2 separate regions of the Macaca fascicularis genome follow, and region 1 is linked to region 2. The links are chromatin contacts, called in public Hi-C maps. All regions are on one chromosome and are shown on one strand. The core of a region is the stretch at or near the end of the contact, and the rest is flanking DNA. Distances in the headings are between cores, read along the strand shown.

Evidence for each region. Hi-C and Micro-C count contacts between places; a contact is called where the count stands out from the background.
Region 1: a Hi-C map of skeletal muscle shows a contact between it and region 2, with 5 times the contacts expected there. The contact joins the promoter of HECTD4 here to the enhancer-like site in region 2. A contact is called at or near these places in 2 of 2 Hi-C or Micro-C datasets (liver and skeletal muscle).

Annotation. Positions count from the first base shown.
Region 1 is chr11:119,301,442-119,308,482 of T2T-MFA8v1.1, reverse strand. It overlaps HECTD4 (HECT domain E3 ubiquitin protein ligase 4), which reads left to right and starts at 4,601. Exons shown (of 76, transcript XR_012420694.1): 1 at 4,601-5,026. It also overlaps the pseudogene LOC135966295.
Region 2 is chr11:119,021,541-119,029,251 of T2T-MFA8v1.1, reverse strand. It overlaps LOC135966406 (a long non-coding RNA gene), which reads right to left. Exons shown (of 2, transcript XR_010579722.2): 2 at 7,637-7,711. Among named protein-coding and RNA genes, the nearest start is that of NAA25, 8.4 kb to the right of the region's middle. Within about 2 kb of position 1,726, at least 5 of the 6 cell types and tissues checked have an H3K27ac peak or open chromatin away from gene starts, as enhancers often do.

The DNA of each region.
Region 1 (7,041 bases), core at 3,352-5,851, 280 kb before region 2:
CTGTTACTGCATAGATCCACCCATGAGCCGAAATAATCTTCTTTGAAATAAAAATATGAATGAACAGGGCCTACCAGAACACTTGGAAAAAAAATTTTGAGTAGGTGTGTGTATTTCCTCTTTTAGACTGTAATTAGTAAGATGGAAATAATCAATCTCCCCCATAGGTTCTGTGTGTGTGTGTGTGTGTGTGTGTGTGTGTGTGTGTGTGTGTGTATTTTTTCCTTGGTGTTTTGAAAGGCCTTAAAAATTAACATGGCTGCCTCATGTAAAACCACCTTTAAACTCTAATAAAGTTTATCAAGGACCACTTATCTTCACACCACACTCACATATTTTTGGACCCAGGAAGGATTACGAAGCCATTTTAGACAGTCAGCTGGTATAGAAAAGCCAGCAGAAGAGAGAGATATTGCAAAATCCCAGAAGGGCCCCAGCTTGAGCCAGGGCTAGCGAGTGTCACGTCAGCAGCTGGGGCAGGAGGGAGATGATCTCCATCAACAAGCCTGCTGCTCCCTCTTGGGGAGATGCCTCCCAGGGGTAACTGAGGTCCAACTTAGTCATAGCTATTTTCCTCATATTTCTTCTCTGCTTCTAACTTAGGGTTGCCCAGCCAATGCTTTCTCTTGTGCCTTTTCCCTTCCTGATCCCCCATTCTTGAATAGAAGAGTAGAAAGGACGATTCCAAAGAAAAGAAGTCATAAGCCATAAATCTTTCCTTCCTATAAATGAATGTCTTGTGTGTGTACGTGTGTGTTGTCTAGACTAGATACGGATCTCTGCCTCGTAGCTTCCAACCTAAAGTTCTTTTGACCAGGCATTTTCTTTGTCTTGCTGATCCGTTCTAGAAATCCCTACTAAATGATCTTCTTTCCAGAGGGGGTTCTATAAATATTAATTCATCAGCTGCCTCATCGTGGTGCAGTGGCAGTCATGCAGTCCTATGACTAATTAATTACTGTTGCTAAAATATTAAATAACTATTCATTATGCAGTCTAAAGACTTTAAGCCCTAGATCTATGCTGTTCTCATCACTTAGGGTGAAGGACAAGAGTTCCTGGGCACCTTGACTCCTGATCTTAAAATATCATTAACAGTAGAAGACATAAGACTAAATATAGAAGAAATTTTATCTGAACTATTTAAGATGGTTTGAGTCCTGAATCTAAGCATTTAAAAATTGTGATGGGCTGGTCATAGTGGCTCACGCCTGTAATCCCAGAGCTTTAGGGAGGCCAAGATGTGAAGATCACTTGAAGCTAGAAGTTGGAGATCAGCCTGGGCAACATAGGGAGAGCCCATCTCTACAAAAATCTTTTAAAAATGAAAAAATACCAGCCTGGCCAACATGGTGAAACCCCATCTCTACTAAACATACAAAAATTAGTGGGGTGGGGTGGTGGATGCCTATAATTCCAGCTACTCGGGAGTCCGAACCAGGAGAATCACTTGAACCCGGGAGGCGGAGGTTGCAGTGAGCCAAGACCTATCCATTGCACTCCAGCCTGGATGACAGAGTGAAACTCCATCTCAAAATAAATAAATAAAATAAAATAGGCCGGGCGTGGTGGCTCACGCCTGTAATCCCAGCACTTTGGGAGGCCAAGGCCGGTGGATCACCTGAGGTCAGGACTTCGAGACCAGCCTGACCAACATGGTGAAACTCCGTCTCTATTAAAAATACGAAATTGGCTGGGCCTTTGGTGGTGCATGTCTGTAATCCCAGCTACTTGGGAGGCTGAGGCAGGAGAATTGCTTGAACCCAGGAGGCAGAGGTTGTGGTGAGCCGAGATCGCACCATTGTACTCCAGCCTGGGCAATAAGAGCGAAACTCTGTCTCTAAACAAACAAACAAACAAACAAAATTAGCTTGGCATGGTGATGTGTAGCTGTAGTCCTAGCTACTTAGAAGGCTGAGGTGGGAGGATTGCTTGAGCCCAGGAGGTTGAAGCTGCAATGAGCCATGGTTGTGTCACTGCACTCCAGCCTGGGTGACAGAAAGAGACCCTGTCTCTATTTTTTTATATTTTTTTGAGACAGAGTCTTGCTCTGTCACCCAGGCTGGAGTGCAGTAGTGCGATCTCGGCTCACTGCAACCTCAGCTTCCTGAGTAGCTGGGACTACAGGTGCACGCCACCATGCCTGGCTAATTTTTATATATTTTTTAGTAGAGAAAGGATTTTACTGTGTTGGCCAGGCTGGTCTCGAACTCCTGACTTCAGGTGATCTGCCCGCCTCAGCCTCCCAAAGTGCTGGGATTACAGGCGTGAGCCACCACACCCAGCCTTTTTTTTAATTGTGACAGACAGTTGTCAGTAGGTTTGGAAAAGGGAATGAAGGGCCAGGCACGGTGGCTCACAGAAGTTGGACATCACTTCTGCCTTCTGGGCCCAAGCGATCTTTCTGCCTCAGCCTCCTGAGTAGCTGGGACTATGGGTATGCACTAACATGCCTGGCTAATTTTTGTATTTTTTGTAGTGATGGGGTTTTGTCATGTTGCCCAAGGGGGTCTCGAGCTTCTGGGCTCAAGAGATCTGCCAGCCTTGGCCTCCCAAAGTGCTGGGATTATAGGTGTGAGCCATTGTGCCCTGCCATAATATTCCATCTTATGGATATACCATATTTTAGTTAACCAGCCCCATATTGTTGGATATCTAGATTGAAAATAGTTTTTCCTTTTGTAAACAATATTGAGCTACACAACCCTGTATATCCATCCTTGACTACGAGTCTGATTATTTCCTGCAGACAACTTCCTCAAAGTTGAATTGCTGGATGAAAGGGTATGCACCTTATTATTCTCCTGTTATTTTTATTATTATTATTTTTAAGATGGAGTCTTACTCTGTTGCCCAGGCTGGAGTGCAGTGGCACGATCTCGGCTCACTGCAACCTCCACCTCCTGGGTTCCAGCGATTCTCCTGCCTCAGCCTCCTGAGTAGCTGGGACTACAGGCATGAGCAACCATTCCTGGCTAATTTGTGTATTTTTTTTTTAGTAGAGACAGGGTTTCATCACGTTGGCCAGGCTGGCCTCAAACTCCTGACCTCAGGTGATCTGCCCACCTTGGCCTCCCAAAGTGCTGGGATTACAGGCGTGAGCCACTGCACCCTGCCTGTTTTATTATTTTTTAAGTGATAAAAATATACAAGCAATAGAGAACAATCTCATCTCAGTAGTTCCAGACCAGCCCCACACTCCCATGGCAACCCACCTTAAACATCTGGTGTTTTTTTTTTTTTTTTTCAGAAGGAATCTTGCTCTGTCGCCCAGGCTGGAGTGCAGTGGCGTGATCTGGGCTCACTGCAAGCTCCACCTCCCGGGTTCACGCCGTTCTCCTGCCTCAGCCTCCCGAGTAGCTGGGACTACAGGCGCCCGCCACCAGGCCTGGCTAATTTTTTTTGTATTTTTAGTAGAGACGGGGTTTCACCGTGTTAGCCAGGATGGTCTTGATCGCCTGACCTCGTGATCCGCCTGCCTTGGCTTCCCAAAGTGCTGGGATTACAGGCGTGAGCCACTGCGCCCGGCCTACTAATTTTTATTTTTTGTAGAGATGGGGTCTCCCTGTGTTGCCCAGGCTGGCCTCAAACTCCTGGGCTCAAGCAATCCTCCTGCGTCGACCTCCCAAAGTGCTGGGATTACAGGTGTGAGCCACCGCACCCGGCCTAGTGAGCATATATTTTTTTTTTTTTTTTGAGACGGAGTCTCGCTGTGTCACCCAGGCTGGAGTGCAGTGGCGCGATCTCGGCTCACTGCAAGCTCCGCCTCCCGGGTTTACGCCATTCTCCTGTCTCAGCCTCCGAGTAGCTGGGACTACAGGCGCCCACCACCGCGCCCGGCTAGTTTTTTGTATTTTTAGTAGAGACGGGGTTTCACCATGTTAGCCAGGATGGTCTCGATCTCCTGACTTCGTGATCCACCCGCCTCGGCCTCCCAAAGTACTGGGATTACAGGCTTGAGTCACCGCGCCCGGCCTAGTGAGCATATTTTTAAGGTGTATGTCAATTAGTGTGGAACACTGATGGAATGAACATAGCAATAATTAGAACTGCCACTCACTGAGCACACATTAAGTGTCGGGCATTGGGCACCAAGCATTGTTGACAGACGCTTTATTTTTTGTTTTGAGTGCTTACTGGGTACTAGACTTTTCAGTAAATATTAATCACCTACTATGCTATTCTACCAAGTGCTTATGAACAAGTGTGCAGCGCCTATTCTGCACCAGCCTTTCGCTTGCATCTCATTTAAACGTGAAAACAAGGAGTGATCTCTATGTTCTGCCCAGCGTGGGGGCGCGGGTCCGAGCAAGGAGTGCACACCTGAGTAGGGACAGGACCGGGGAGGCGGCGTCCTCTTCCCTGGCGCGCTGCAGAGCCAGGGCTACACTGAATGGCCAGGAGGAGAAGGGGCCGGCAGAGGTCAGGCTGAGGGCAAGCGGCAGCAAAGGGCGAGGCGGGGGTCCAGGCCACCCGGGTGGCCGGATCCGCGGAGCGGTGGGCGGGGCGGCGGGCGGGGCCTGTATTGTCCGCTCCGCGGGGCATGCCGGGAGCCCCGCCCCCAACATGGCGTCTCACTGACAGTTGGCTGCCGAGCGGCAGAGGCGGATCCTGCTCCTGAGGGCGGCGGCGGCGGCGGCGGCGGCTGCGGGGCCGGGGTCTCCCGGGCCGGGGTCGGGGGGGATGGCGACTCGGACCGCCTAGGGCGGAGCTGCACGGGCGAGGCGGCAAGCGGGTCGCCGCTGGCGGACGCGGCGGCCGCTGCCATGGACTGGTGATCGCGGCTGCTGCTGCTCCGTCTCCGCCGGCCGGGCGTCTGCTCCTCAGCTCCAAGCCCTCAGCCGGGGCCATGGGCTCGTCGGCGGCCGCGGCGGCGGCGGCGGCGGCGGCCGCTGACTCGGCGCAGTGGCTCTCGGTGAAGGAGGAGACCATCTTCCTGCACGACGGGCTGATCCGGGTCACCGACCTGGCCGAGTTGCCCAGCGAGATCCTCGGGGCCCCGGAGGCCGCCGACACCGACCTGGAGGTGAGCGAGGCGGCCCCCGGCCCCCGCCATCGGACTGGCCCACTCTCCCGGCGCCCCCGGGTCGGGCCCCTTCCTCGCCCCAGCCGCGGGCCTCGCCTCCCAGGGGCTGCCGGGGCAGGTGTGTGTGGGCGCGGGGCGGGCAGGTGGGGGCCGCGGCCGCAGGTCTGCAGACCGCCCGCCCCGCTCTCCCTCCCTCCCTCCTCTGGGCCTGGCGCCCGCCGGGGATTTCATTTGTGGTTTTCTTCTGAGCGTTCCGACACCCGGCATTTTATTAGACTAGCACCCGGCTCGGCCTTCATGCCCCGGAGGAGCCGCCGCCACCACCCGGGCCTCCCTCCCCTCCCCCACGGGCCCCCTGGACCCACTTCCAGGGCACACCCAGGTTGCTTAGCTTTGGGAACATTTTTATTTTAACGCTGTGCACCCTCCCACCCTTTTCTTCCCTAGTTCTGTGTTTTTTTTCTTTTTTCCGGGAGAGGGTAGTGGCAGCTGCGGGTCCGCGGTGGGCAATCCAGCAACTTCTCTGTGTTGTGTCTGGGATGGATTGACACGGGGCCTTTGTCAGGGAAGCGGGCGGTGTGGACAGCGAGAGGGATGCTCCAGCGGCCTTCCGTGCGCTCTTGGCGAAGGGTCACTGGCGCGTTAGGCCGCAGGGCCTTTTTGTGTGTCCGGGGGTCGCCGAGCATCCCGGGTTCAGAGCCGTGGCAGGTGCAACAGCAGATCTCATCAGTTGAGCTGCTTGGCCTTGGGGGCAGAAGGGAACCAAATGTGCTTGGTTGGTGGGAACTTTCCATCGACTTCACTTGGGTTCGTATTTGCCTAAAGGTGGGAATACTGGCAGTGGCGTTTCATGGAGGCCAGCGGATGCTGACACTGCTCCCCCTCCACTTCGTGGGATGACATTTTGATGTGTAGGTAGCATGGGGTGTCATCAAATTCTTACTGCCGTATGGAGAGCTTTCTGGGATAGGCGCAGAGAGGATGGCCTATCTTCTGGCTATAAACGGAATGTGAGGAATCTTTTGTGTTTTGCGGTTTTGCGTGCAGTTTGGCTTTACGCACAACGAACATTTATAGAAATGAATTAAAAGCCATTACTGTGTGTTTCTGGAAACGGCAGTGATCGGATCGCATTGGCCGAGACATTTGGACGTGCTTGAGATGCGAATACGTTCCTCTGTATTTTTGTGTCTGGATTTGCGGTTGCTTCAGCACTTCCGTTGTGAACTCTTAATTGACTTATTTTACAATCTAGTCACCAAAAAGAGGAGGATATGGTTGGTAGGGAATTCCTAACATGGAATCATCGTTTTATTGTGTCTCATTTGGGCCTGTTCTATAAAAAGCAAGGTGTGTCTGAGTGTCTTATCTGCCTGAAAACTCAAGGGGTATTATGCTATGATAGTGGAATCTTTTGATTTAATTGGCTGTGTTGTGTGTGAAAGGTGGGAAGTGGATGCTCTTTGTTTCTTTCTTTTCTTTTTTTTTTTACCCCCAGACCGAGTCTTCCTCTGTCGCCCAGGCTGGAGTGCAGTGGCCCGATCTCAGCTCACTGCAACCTCCGCCTCCTGGATTCAAGTGATTCTCCTGCCTGTGCCTCCCGAGTAGATGGGATTACAGGCGCGCGCCACCATGCCCGGCTAATTTTTGTATTTTTAGTAGAGACAGGGTTTCACCATGTTGGCCAGGCTGGTCTCGAACTCCTGACCTCAAGTGATCTGCCCGCCTTGGCTTCCCAAAGTGCTGAGATTACAGGCGTGAGCCACTGTGCCGTGCCTATGCTCTTTGTTTCTTAAAGACTAATCCAAGTTCACAGAACCAAAATTTATATATATGTCATTTATGTAATTTATTTTTAGGATTAGAAAGAGTAGGATTAAAGTATCTGTGCTGTTAAGTTGGTTTTCCTAAAATGTTTGTAAATGTATTGCATGAATTTGTCAGCTATTTCTACAGAAGAATGGTTTTAAAAGGAAAAACCTCTCTGGCCTGCTAGATTTTGTTTTTTTTAATTG
Region 2 (7,711 bases), core at 477-2,976:
TTAAAAAAAAGGAATAGTTTTGCTTGTTCTATTCTGTAGGAACAGATAGAATGATGCAATATATACTATTTTGTGTACGACTTCTTTCAGGCAATATCTTGAATGTTATATTCACCCATGTCATTGCATATAACCTTAGTTCATTCCTTTTCATTCTCGTGTAGTGTTCTTAATAAATTGTGAATATCTTCACAGCTTCACAATTTATTAGCCCATTCTCCAGTTAATGAACATTTGGCTTGTTTCTAGTTTCAGCCAAGTATGAATATTCTTGTTCTTGGTTAGGTATGATCTTAATTTCTATTAGGTATACACCCAGGAGTAGAATTACTGGAATGGGCTATAGAGTTTGCCTTTATTTGGCTTTTGGTTATTAAAAGTTCCAGTCATCCATGTGTACATAAATATCTCTAGCTCTCATGAGTTATTAATATTTATTTAGCCCTGGCTTTTTTTTTTTTTTTTTTTTTTTTGAGACGAAGTCTTGCTCTGTTGCCAGACTAGAGTGCACTGGTATGATCTTGGCTCACAGAAACCTACTCCTCCCAGGTTCAAGTGATTCTCCTGCCTCAGCCTCCCGAATAGCTGGGACTACAGGTGCATGCCACCATGCCCAGCTAATTTTTGTATTTTTAGTAGAGACAAGATTTCACCATGTTGACCAGGATGGTGTCAATCTCTTGACCTCGCGATCCGCCCACCTTGGCCTCCCAAAGTGCTGGGATTACAGGCATGAGCCATCGCACCCGGCCCCTGGCTTTTTTTTTTTTTTAATTAAAAAAAATTTTTTTTGAGGCAAGGTCTCACCCAGGCTAGAATGCAGTGACAACAATCACAGCTCACGGCAGCCTTCACCTCCTAGTCTCAAATGATTCTCCCACCTCAGCCTCTTAAAGTGCTGGGATAGCCAGGCACAGTGGCTCATGCCTGTAATCCTAGCACTTTGGGAGGCTGAGGCAGGTGGATCACCTGAGGTCAGGAGTTCAAGACCAGCCTGACTAACATGGAGAAACCCCGTCTCTCCTAAAAACACAAAATTAGCCGGGGTGGTGGCGCATGCCTGTAATCCCAGCTACTCGGGAGGCTGAGGCAGAAGAATCGCTTGAACCTGGGAGGCAGAGGTTGCAGTGAGCTGAGATCGCACCATTGCACTCCAGCCTGGGCAAAAATAGCGAAACTCTGTCTCAAAAAAAAAAAAAAAAAAAAAGTGCTGGGATTACAGGTGTAAGCCACTGTGCTGGCTCTGGCTTAAAAAACAAAACAATACAGTCTTTTAATTTCTTTTTTTTTTTTTTTTTTTTTTTTTTGAGACGGAGTCTCGCGCTGTCACCCAGGCTGGAGTGCAGTGGCCGGATCTCAGCTCACTGCAAGCTCCGCCTCCCGGGTTCACGCCATTCTCCTGCCTCAGCCTCCCGAGTAGCTGGGACTACAGGCGCCCGCCACCTCGCCCGGCTAGTTTTTTGTATTTTTTAGTAGAGACGGGGTTTCACCGTGTTAACCAGGATGGTCTCGATCTCCCGACCTCGTGATCCGCCCGTCTCGGCCTCCCAAAGTGCTGGGATTACAGGCTTGAGCCACCGTGCCTGGCCAGTCTTTTAATTTCTACATACAAGTTTTGGAAATTCCATCTTTTTTTATTTTTCAGTGGCCCCAGGGTGACTCAGGCACTCACTCATTAGCTGGACATCTGATTACTCAGAGAGGCTTAGATAACTGACACACTGGGAGGGGAAGTAACCAGGGAGTAACAGGGGAGTAACCAGGGAGGGAGCTATTAGGGAAGCAAGAGCAAAGGACAGTGTCTGCCACAGAAGGACACCACGCACTTTTATTTTCTAGTTGGAGTTTGGTCTTCCAAGACGGGCTTTAGACATTCATCTGATTTAATTTTTTTTCTTCTTCTTTTTTTTTTGGCACATAGTCACAAATACATTCATCTCTAACTGGAGAAATATTTGTGAAACCACTGCTAAAAGCCAGTTTCCTAATCAAAGCGACAGGCCCTGAAACACTCTGTGGATATGTCCTCAGGCCCTGAAATGTTCACATTATTTCATCAGTTCTGAAGCGAGGAGCGAGATGTTGCCAGTTATCAAGAAGAGGAAGGGTGAGGGAGGTTTGTGTGGGGAGGGGAGCAGTGGGGGGGGGGGTTGAGCAGGGAGGAAGAGGCTCAGAGATGCAGCTGACATCTGGGGACTCATACATATTCATGAGGAGGACTGGGATTGGACCAGAGGCCTCAGAGCATGCTGGGACGTTTTCCAGGCTGCCTGGTTGCCAGGCAGAGTTCCCAGGGGCCACCGCTCCCTTCTCCGGGCAGCTTCATCCCTCAGACACCTGCAGGGACCCTGCTAGTGTTTAGAGGAGGAGACTTAGGATCACTTTGTTTCAGTCTGATTTCCCAGGAAAAGCCCTTACTCAGTTCTCTCCCCTAACAACGCCTAAGGTGTGAGACCAGGCACAGTGGCTCGCACCTATATATAATTCCAGCATTTTGGAAGGCAAAAGTGGGAGGATTGCTTGAGCCCAGGAGTTTAAGACCAGCCTGGGTAACATAGCAAGACCCCTGCCTCTACAAAAAAAAAAAAAAAAGTAAAAAAATTAGCTGGGCATTCTGGTGTGTGTTTGTAGTCCCAGCTACTCGGGAGACCGAGGGAGGAGGATTGCTTGAGCCCAGGAGTTCAAGGCTGCAGTGAGCTGTGATTGTGTGACTGCACTCTAGCTTGGGTGACAGAGTGAGACCTTGCCTCACAAACAGACCGAATAAATAAATAAAAACATAACCTATGGTTCCATTTACTGGGAGAAAAATCTTTTCTCCATTGAATTTCACTTGGGTCTTTGTCATAAATCAAGTGACCATATGTATAGAATCTATTTCTGGGCTCTCTGTTCTACACATCTACCTGTTTATCCTTATGCTATTTCTCCACAGTCTTAATGAATGTGGCTTTATTTATTTATTTATTTTGAGAAAGGGTCATAGCCCACTGCAGCATCAAACTTCTGACTGGATCAAGCAATCCTCCCGCCTCACACTCCAGAGTAGCTGGGACCACAAGGGTGCACCATCACTTCCAGCTAATTTTTTTAGTTTTGTAGAGATGGGGGTCTTGCTATGTTGCTCAGGCTGGTCTTGAACTTAAGCAATCGTCCTACCTTGGCTTCCCAAAGTACTGGGATTACAGATGTGAGCCACTGCAACTGGCCTTGCCATTTTGGCTATTCTAGGTCATTACCATTTACATGTAAATTTTAGAGTCATTTAAAAAATTTCCTGGGTGGTTTTAATTCCTTATCTCCTATGGTTTCTCAGGGAACTGGCCACAGAGCAGCCCTACCCCCACAAGGTGACTTCATTCCAAATTAAGGGCCTCATTCTTAGTATCCAGTAGCCCAAATGCAGCTGACAAGGTTCTCCCAATAGTCGAATGGTTCAGAGACTGTACAGAGCAAGCCCAGACTCAGATCAGAGAATCCAGCCAGCTCTGCAGACTCCAGTTTTGACCTGCCCTTTAATAGAGACTAAGACTGTTCCATGACTAGCCAGAAACGTATATGTAAATTTAATATATGATAATGATGGCATTGGGTGCTCTGTGAAAAAGATGGATTATTCAATAAATAGGGATTGAGGTCAGGCATGGTGGCTCCCTTGGCTTTGAGAGGCCGAGGTGGGAGGATTGCTTGAGGCCAGGTGTTCAAGACCCTGTCTCTACCAAAAAATATATATATAAAATATATATATTATATATATTATATATATAAAATATATATAATATATATTATATATATAAAATATATATATTATATATATTATATATATAAAATATATATATTATATATATAAAATATATATTATATATATTATATATAAAATATATATATTATATATATTATATATATAAAATATATATTTTATATATATTATATATATATTATATATATATTATATATATTATATATATAAAATATATATATTATATATATATTATATATATTATATATATAAAATATATATATTATATATATTATATATATATAATATATATATTTTTGAGATGGAGTCTCGCTCTGTCACCCAGGCTGGTGTCAGTGGCGTGATCTTGGCTCACTGCAGCCTCCATTTTCAAGTGATTCTCCTACCTCTCCTGTAATCTGGGATTACAGGCGTGAGCCACTGCGCCCAGTCTGTGAGCCACTGAACCCAGCAAAAAAAAAAAAAAAAGATATATATATATAATATATTCCCTTTATATATTTATACAGCTACTATATATATTTTTTTATATATATTTATTTATTTTTCAATTTAACTTTTTTTTATTATACTTTAAGTTCTAGGGTACATGTGCATAACGTGCAGGTTTGTTATATATGTATACTTGTGCCATGTTGGTGTGCTGCACCCATCAACTCGTCAGCACCCATCAACCAGTCATTTACATCAGGTATAACTCCCAATGCAATCCCTCCCCCCTCTCCCTATATATATATTTATATGACCACTATAGATAGATAGATACAACTGAAAAAGATAAAATTGAAATCCCACCTTATTTATTTATTTCTTTTGAGATGGAGTCTCGCTCTGTTGCCCAGGCTGGAGTGCAGTGGTGAGATCTCAGCTCACTGCAACCTCTGCCTTCTGGGTTCAAGCAATTCTCCTGCCTCAGCCTCCCAAGTAGCTGGGACTACAGGCACATGCCACCACGCCCAGCTAACCTTTTGTATTTTTAGTAGAGATGGGGTTTCACTGTGTTGCCCAGGCTGGTTGCAATCTCCTGAGCTCAGGCAATCCGCTCACTTCAGTCTCCCAAAGTGCTGGGATTACAGGCGTGAGCCACCGGGCCCGACCTTTATTTATTTATTTATTTATTTATTTATTTATTTTATTTGTTTATTTTGAGATGGAGTCTCACTCTGTCGCCCAGGCTGGAGTGCAATGGTGAGATCTCAGCTCATTGCAACTTCCTCCTCCTGGATTCAAGTGATTCTCGTGCCTCAGCCTCCTGAGTAGCTGGGAATATAGGTGCATACCACCATGCCCGGCTAATTTTTGTATCTTCAGTACAGATGGGGTTTCATCATGTTGGCCAGGATGGTCTGGAACTCCTGACCTCAAGTGATCCACCCATGTTGGCCTCCCAAAGTACTGGGATTAGTGTGAGCTACCGTGCCCGGCCGAAAGCCCACCTTATTATTCATATGGAAATAAATGCCAAATGGATCAAAGATTTACATGTTAAAAATAAAACCATAAAACTACTAGGAGAATTAATAAAGTAATTTAAAAAGTGATATGGAAGGTCCAGGCACGGTGGCTTACACCTGTAGTAAGCCCAAAACTTTGGGAAGCTGAGGTAAGAGAATCACTTGAGGCCAGGAGTTCAAGATCAGACTGGAGCCAGGCATAGTGGTGCCCAACTGTAGCTCCAGCTACTTGAGAGGTTGAGATGGGAGGATTCCTTGAACATGAGGGATCAAGGCCACAGTGAGCTATGATCATGTCGCTGTACTCCAGCCTGGGTGACAGAAGACCCTGTCTTTAAAAAAAAGCAAAATAAAAATCATTAAATTTTGCACTTAAAATGGGCAAATTTTATGGCATTTAAATTATATCTCAATAAAATTCAGTATAAAAATTAATAAAATGTAGCTTACACAAACACAATATTTGCTATGTTTTATTAAAGCATGCAAAATGAGATGTATTTGATTTGGAAAGTGGCCTGGGAGACTTGGCATTCATAGGCCACCTGGCGGACACAATTGGAAGTGCTGAGGCAGACAGCTACTGCACACAAGGGATTGAGTTGGAAAGGGTCTCTTAGTCTCATCATCTCCTTTCCTTTCTTTTTGTTTTTGAGACGGAATCTTGCACTGTCGCCCGGGCTGGCATGCAATGACACTATCTCGGCTCACTGCAGCTTCTGCCTCCCGGGTTCATGCGATTCTCCTGCCTCAGCCTCCCAAGCAGCTGGGACTACAGGTGCACACCTCCACACCCAGCTAATTTTTGTATTTGTTTGTTGTTGTTGTTTAGTAGAGACGGAATTTCACTCTTTCTTTATTTTTGAGACAGTCCATCACCCAGGCTGGAGTGCAGTGGTGTGATCATGGCTCACTGCAGCCTGGGTTTCCTGGGCTTGAGCATGCACCGCCACACCTGGCTAATTTTTAAATTTTTTGTAGAGATGGGGGTCTTGCCCTGTTGCCCAGGCTGGTCTTGAACTCCTGGGTTCAAGTGATCTGCCCACCTCAGCCTCCCAAAGTGCTGGGATTACAGGCGTGAGCCACTGCGCCCAGCTCATCCTCTCCTTTTCTTTTTTCTTCTTTTTTTGTTTTGTTTTGTTTAGATAGAGTCTTGTTCTGTTGCCCAGGCTGGAGTGCAGTGGTGCGATCTTGGCTCACTGCAACCTCCATCTCCCAGGTTCAAGCAATTCTCCTGCCTCAGCCTCCTGAGCAGCTGGGACTATAGGGGTGCGCCACCACACCCAGCTAATTTTTATATTTTTAGTAGAGATAGGGTTTTGTCATGTTGGCCAGGCTGGTCTCAAGCTCCTGACTTCAGACAATCTGCCTGCTTTGGCCTCCAAAAGTGCTGGAATTACAGGTGTGAGCCATCGCGCCCAGCCCATCCTCTCCTTTTCTAATGGAAACAAGTCAGAACTTGAATTATTGGTCAAAAGAAGACCATTGCTCAGGTTATCCTAACTCTTAGTTGAAGGCTCTGCGTTTCTCCATCTACCTTTAACTCTGTGCCTACTTTATACTTTAGATTTTCCCTATGCTGACCAGTGTGGGAAATTCCCAGATATTGTTCCTACCAGGAGACATGTCAGACTTGGGAAAATTTCCTTCCTTAGTGTCCTGAAGTGCCAGGAAGTTATTTCTGCAGGGTTTTTGTTGTTGTTGTTGTTTTGTTTGTCTGTTTTGAGACAGTGTCTTACTCTGCCACCCAGGCCAGAGTGCAGTAGCACAATCATAGCTCATTGGAGGCTCAACCTCCTGGGCACAAGCAATCCTCCCACCTCAGCCTCCTGAGTAGTTGGGACTATAGGTGTGCACCACTATGCCTGGCTAATTATTTTTTTGTAGAGCTTGGGTCTCCCTATATTGCCCAGGCCAATTGTGAACTCCTGGGCTCAAGCAATCCTCCTGCCTCAGCCTCTCAAAATGGTGGGATTACAGGCATGAGAATTTCTGCAGTTTTAAATCAAAGGAGTCCTCATACTAATATGAAGGATAATAATAACAACCGTTGTTGAGTGCTTTCTTTGTGCCTGTTTCTTTTCTTTTTTTTTTTTTTAGACAGAGTCTCGCTCTGTCACCCAGACTGGAGTCCAGTGGTGCAATCTTGGATCACTGCAACCTCCGCCTCCCAGGTTCAAGCGATTCTCCCACCTCAGTCTCCCAAGTAGCTGGGATTACAAGTACCTGCCACCAAGCCCGGCTAATTTTTTGTACTTTTAGTAGAGATGTGGTTTCACCATATTTGTCAGGCTGGTCTCGAACTCCCGACTTCAGGTGATCTGCCCGCCTTGGCCTCCCAAAGTGCTCGGATTACAGGCGTGAGCCACTGCACCTGCCTATGTCTGTTTCTTTTCATGGAAGACAGCATTTATTCCTTCCATCAACTTGATGAGGTTGGTCATTTTATTATAATTTCATAAAGGCAGAAACTGAGGCTCAGAGACATTCAGTCACT